Linked DNA regions of Zea mays: region 1 is linked to region 2. Evidence: chromatin contacts called from public Hi-C data. All regions are on one chromosome and are shown on one strand. Each heading gives the region's core, a stretch centred on a gene start, on an enhancer-like site or on the middle of the called end of the contact. The rest is flanking DNA. Distances are from core to core; before and after follow the strand shown.

Evidence for each region. Hi-C and Micro-C count contacts between places; a contact is called where the count stands out from the background.
Region 1: a contact with region 2 is called in a Hi-C map of leaf, with 7 times the contacts expected there. The contact joins the promoter of LOC103647847 here to the promoter of LOC103647839 in region 2. A contact is called at or near these places in 15 of 25 Hi-C or Micro-C datasets (bundle sheath, ear, endosperm and 6 more) and 2 of 3 datasets of contacts at active chromatin or transcription factors (leaf and seedling).

Annotation. Positions count from the first base shown.
Region 1 is chr2:217,952,046-217,954,745 of Zm-B73-REFERENCE-NAM-5.0, forward strand. It overlaps LOC103647847 (pentatricopeptide repeat-containing protein At1g63070, mitochondrial), which reads left to right and starts at 1,412. Exons shown (of 12, transcript XM_035965500.1): 1 at 1,412-1,841; 2 at 1,926-2,020. It also overlaps the pseudogene LOC103647844.
Region 2 is chr2:217,748,505-217,751,407 of Zm-B73-REFERENCE-NAM-5.0, forward strand. It overlaps LOC103647839 (exportin-T), which reads left to right and starts at 1,556. Exons shown (of 14, transcript XM_008672349.4): 1 at 1,556-2,903. The coding sequence starts at 1,730.

The DNA of each region.
Region 1 (2,700 bases), core at 162-2,661, 200 kb after region 2:
GATGAACGACCAGTGTGCTATTCTGATGGCACAGGTCTGTGCGGCTCTAGCGTGCCTCGGCTGCTACGAATGCTGTGCGGAGGTGTGCTGTGGAGGGTCGGAGTCGTAGTAGGAAGTATGGAAGATTGGAGATTTGGAGTGTACATAATCGAGTTCGCGGAAGCCGGATTGTGAGGCGAGGAAGGATGAAATGCAATATATCAGCTTGATCGACGATTGGTCTTGGTTGTACATTGTCTCCTTCCAAACATTCTAATTTTCTCTTGTTACATGCAATGCAAAAGACGGATGACACAGTCCAGTCTCCAGTAGTGTACTTGTTTCTGAATAACTGGCTGGTCAGTGTTGGGACTTGGTAGTTGATGAGGCTGTCACGGCCCAGCCACGCCGCTGGACGCTGGTGCAGCGCCGTACCGTGGTTGCGGTGTAAAGAATCGGCGCCCAAATATTGGAAAAGAAATCACTAGCAAACGCGATAGCTGTCATAGTTTTCATACAACCAAACAGTGTGATGTTCTCTGTTAGTGCCGTAAGCTGTGGCGTCCGACAAAAACACGTCCGATGAGGCGATGACATCTCCTGAATGTGATGATGAACATCTGATGCGGAGGGTGACACTCGAAAAACTGCAGAGGCTGTCTACAGCGAAGTGCAGTTGAAGTACATGGTAGAGAAAAAGAAGCTCCATGCATAATTGTGTCCAGATTGCCTTAAACATACTCATCTACTACAAAGAAAGTGGGGCAGGCAGCTGCAGCCGCAGCCTCTGCAGCAGACATGCGCCACCTCTGGAACTGGGATCTCGTCCCTGTGGGCACCGGGCAACGATTAGTATAATGACCGGTTCCTCCCCGCCTAAGCGCCCGGATTAACTAGTAGAGCGCCGCGATTAGATTAGTAGTAGTAGATAAAATAAATTAAAGTCCCATGTACATGTAAGAACGTAACTGGATGTGATTGTGCAATTTGGCCACTACCATCAATCTAGCCGGCATTGGGTTTAGGCTAAGAGGTTCTAGCCCCTCTAATTTCCTTCAGTTTTCTAGCTCCCAAAATAGCTCTAACTCTATTTAATTCAGGGGGAGGCTGGTTGCATCCAAGGCCACTCCACCCTCTTCTCTTTCACTCCCAGTGAATTGTGTATGTAGTGAGGTGCATTAGTGCATAGCCAAGTCGGCGGCGTCCTGACTGACCAATCACATGGCACCTTCAAAACCCTGGAACCGATCATCGTCCTCCTCTTGCTCTGCTCGGATACTCACAGGGCATTGCTCATCCTTCACCGGACCGGGAGCAGTACGTACAAGACATGGGGGTAAATTGCACTGAAAGCTAGCATTTGGTTTTCATCCACTGGCAGCTATTTTTTTTTCAATGCATGTGTTCTTTCTTTCCTAGCTACTGTACGTTCCAGGGGAGGATCTCCGACCAGCCCCGGTCGTGGCCCAGTAAAGTGAAGAGGCCCACTCCGAGTACGCGACCGCCCAGGCGCCTAGCTGCAGCCGCCCAGCTCCAGCCAGTCCCGTGAACATCCTCCCTCTAGTCCTCTACCCTCCAGCTACAGCCGGCAGCCAGCACCCTGCAGGCCGCAGCGCCGCTCGCCCGGAGCCCCGCCGCCGCCGCAGCCTGCCCGGACCCCCGCCGCAGCCACGCCCGGAGCCCCGCCGCAGCCCGCACCCCGCAGCGCCGCTCGCCCCGCCCGGAGCACCCCCGCGAGCCTGCGACCACGCCGTTGTCCAGCCGCCGCTCCGCCGTTTGTGAAGCACATTTGTGAAGCAGACAAGCTGTGATTTGTGATTTGTGACCCTAACTGTGATTTGTGAAGCAGACAAGCAGTGAAGGTGAAACATGTGCTATTGTTTGCTTTGAGTTTGATTTAAAGTTTTGATTTGATTATTTATTTGGTAGTAATCCCATGTTTATAGGATATGTTTGTAGATATTCAAGATGAAAAGATTTTGAAACATTTTCGAGGCTTAAGAACTCGGAAGATAAATTTACCTCGCAACATCAACTCATGGTACGTGCAAGATTATTGTATTTCTAGAATTGGTATCGACTTATTTTTAGACTATATATTTCTTGAATGTTTAAATTATATCTTGGTTTTTGTGTCATATTAAACATCAATTGTATTTTTTGTTTGGTTTAAAAAAATCTATAGTCTTAGCTTAGCAGCCCCCCTCTTGGATCAATCCTGGATCCGCCACTGTTACGTTCCACGGTTAATTTTGCACTGTCATCTGCACTCCGCACTTCCGCAGATCGTTAACTGGATGCAGAACCGCTTCTGGGTTTTAATTCCGAAAAACTTTCATAATCCCCCCCTCCCCCCCCTCCCCCCCCCCCCCCCCCCCCCCCCCCCCCCCCCCCCCCCCCCCCCCCCCCCCCCCCCCCCCCCCCCCCCCCCCCCCCCACCTGGCTATGGAATAATATGTTTGGGCATGGTATGAACACCTATCATTCGTCGTTGGTGCATAAAACTATCGAGAAATGGACGAATTGCGGTGTTCTAGGAGAGCCCAGGTAGCTATGTCACCCTGGAAATTTGGTGATTCAGATGCCGACTGACTGACCGGCTTGACTGCCAGGCAACGACATGCTCAAGATTTTGGAGAGGATTTTGATCCGTCTGATCGGAGCGTGTGTTTTTTTTATGCTGCAGACCTGGCAGAGTTTTTAGGCGTAGATTAGTTCTGA
Region 2 (2,903 bases), core at 306-2,805:
TTGATATGAATTTCGGCAAAAAAAATGAATTTCAAGTTTTTATAATTCTGGGCCGTCCTAAATGAGTCTGCCATGTTTAAGCAATTACGTGTCAGACCGTGGACCGAGGGCTAGACCCATGGACCGGCCCGGCCTGGCCCGACCCTGGACCAAAATTTAAATGGACCGGCCATTTTTAGGCTTGGGTCGGGCCGGGCAGACCGAATGTACACTATACTCTCTATAAAAATAAGTCCTCATTTGATTTTCATGTGGAAGGCTAAGAACTAATTTGATAAGTGTTGCTTGTCAAAAGAGGTTTTTCCCGTGACTTTAATTTTTTTTTTCTTATCTTTGTTTAGGAGTGAGTTTAATTTTTGTGCACCGATACAAATAGAGACAAGAAAAATAAACATACCCCAATTATATCTTAGTGCTTCTGTTTTACTATATCATTGTGAAAACACGATAATAATTGGAATATGTCATACAGAGGACATATCCTGTGCAATCACTTATCCTGGTGCAAGCGTGCAATCAAGCGATCTGGTGCATCCGATCTAGATCTAATGATGACTGTTATTTTATATTTAACCCCTTCCACCTAAAACATAGTACCTATTTTACTTTTAACTCTTTCCATATGAAACCGTTAGATCTAGATTGGATGCTCTGGATAGTTTGATTGCACGTTTGCACCAAAATGAGTGATTGCACAGGATATGTCCTCCATCATACAGGGTGATATTTAGAGGTGGTCACATCGACCAGCTCATTGAATCAACTATTTTTTTCATATATATTTTGATCTAAAGATAGCAAATAGAAATAGAAATATATAAGCCTCGGGTCACCATCCTTGACCCATCCGTGACTCGGGTTTCCCCGGATGATATCTACTTTAATGCAGTAAAAAAACTAACAGTCAAAATGCTAAAAATACTCTAAGGACTAGTTTGAAAGCCACAAAATCGAAGGGGTTGAAGAGGTTAAAATCTCCTTATTATTATTTTGAATAAGAAGATGATTCTAGCCCCTCCGATTCCCTTCGATTTTGTGGCTTCCAAACTAGTCATAAGGGCTTGTTTGGAGCAAGTGGAATAAAGGTGATTAAGTAGGCTAGAATCTTTTAGGTTTTATTTGGATACTCTAATGTTTACTCCAAATGGACGTCCTGGCCTAGTCCTGCACGGGACCATTCGGCCCTACAGCTAATCTGGCCTTGTCGGATCGACCCACGGCCCACGCACGACATGCCAGCTGATCCATTAGCCCGGGCATTTGATTAAATAGATGAAAAAACCCAAAAAAATTATCATAGGTAGGGTTTAAACTCGCGCGACTAGGACAAAAGGCAAAAGACGTAGAGTGAGACTAGCTAACCAACAGAGCACATATTTTTTTATAGTATACATGAATATAAATTATAAATATATACACTATTTTTTGTAAAATAAAAAATATAATCACACCATCAGACCAGCTCAAACACTATTAAATTGGCTTATTAAATTGTCCAATCAACCCACCAAATACGGGTTATTTGAACATTTGTACCTTAAACCCACAATAAACCCACCGAGCCAAACCCCCAACCACCCTCGCAAACAACGCAAGAAGCACGGACTCGGGCACTCGGCTCACGGCGGAGCAAACCCTCTCGGCCTCTCCTCCTGAGTCCTGCCTCCGTCCCTCATATATTAACCGCAATTTTGTCTTCGCTTCCGTCGCCAGATTCCTCCGCACCGCCATGGATGACCTTGAGCATGTCATCCTTCTTGCCTCCGACTCACCTGCTGCCGCAGCGGCGTCCCCATCTATCCGCGCGGAGGCTCTCGCCTTCTGCGCCCGCGCCCGCGACGAGTCCCCGCCGTCGTCGCTCCTCCGCCTCTGCCTGTCCGGCATCGCCTCCTCCCCGCACGCTCAAGTCCACTTTTGGTGCCTCCAGTCCCTCCACGACGCGCTCCTCCGCCGCCGGCTCGTGCTCCCCGACGACCTCGCGTTGCTCCGCTCCTCCCTCCTCTCGCTGGCGGTTTCCTCTCACGCCGGATCGCCACCGTTCCTCCGCAACAAGCTCGCGCAGCTTGTTGCGCTCCTCATCCGCCTCGAGTACCCCCATGTTTACCCCTCTTACTTCATTGATCTCCTCCCGCCCGCACCGCCGCAGCCTGGCCCCACGGACATGTTCGCGCGGGTTCTAATCTCTCTCGACGACGACCTGCTCTCCCAGGAGTACCCCCGCAATTCTGGCGAAGCCGCCGACGCTATGCGGGTGAAGGATTCCATGCGCGCACAGTGCGTGTCCCAGATCGCCAGCCACTGGCACGCCGCCGCCGTGACTCTCCGTACAGCCGACCCTGCGGCTGCGGCGGTGGCCCTTGACGCGGCGCGCAGGTGCATCTCGTGGATTGATGTCGGACTGGTCGCCAATGATGTCTTCGTTCCTCTATTCTTTGACATTGCGATGTCCCCTGGAAGCGCGTCTCCACTCGCTGCTGCAGCGGTGGGGTGCCTTTCTGGTGTGGCGTCGAAGAGGATGGACTCAAGGGCGAAGGTGGGATTGCTGAGGTCACTCCTGGCTGCACAGCAGGGGCTTGGTAGCCCAGACAATGGGTTGAAAATGGCACCTTTGGTGATAGCATATGCTGCAGAGGCTCTCGAATGTCATAGCAGGCTTGGCCCTAGTGATGCTGATGGAGCTGCAGCATTGGAGATGCTGGAAGAGGTGCTACCAGCTGTATTTGCAGCTGCAGAGAGCGGTAACGATGAAGATGTGGATTCTGGTTCCGTGCTTGAGTTCTTATCTGGCTATGTGAGCACAATGAAGGCACCATCTGAGAAGCAGTTGGGGCACTTGGGACGGATCTTGGAGGTGGTGCGGGTACAGATGTCATTTGATCCAGTATATAGGGGGCATCTTGATG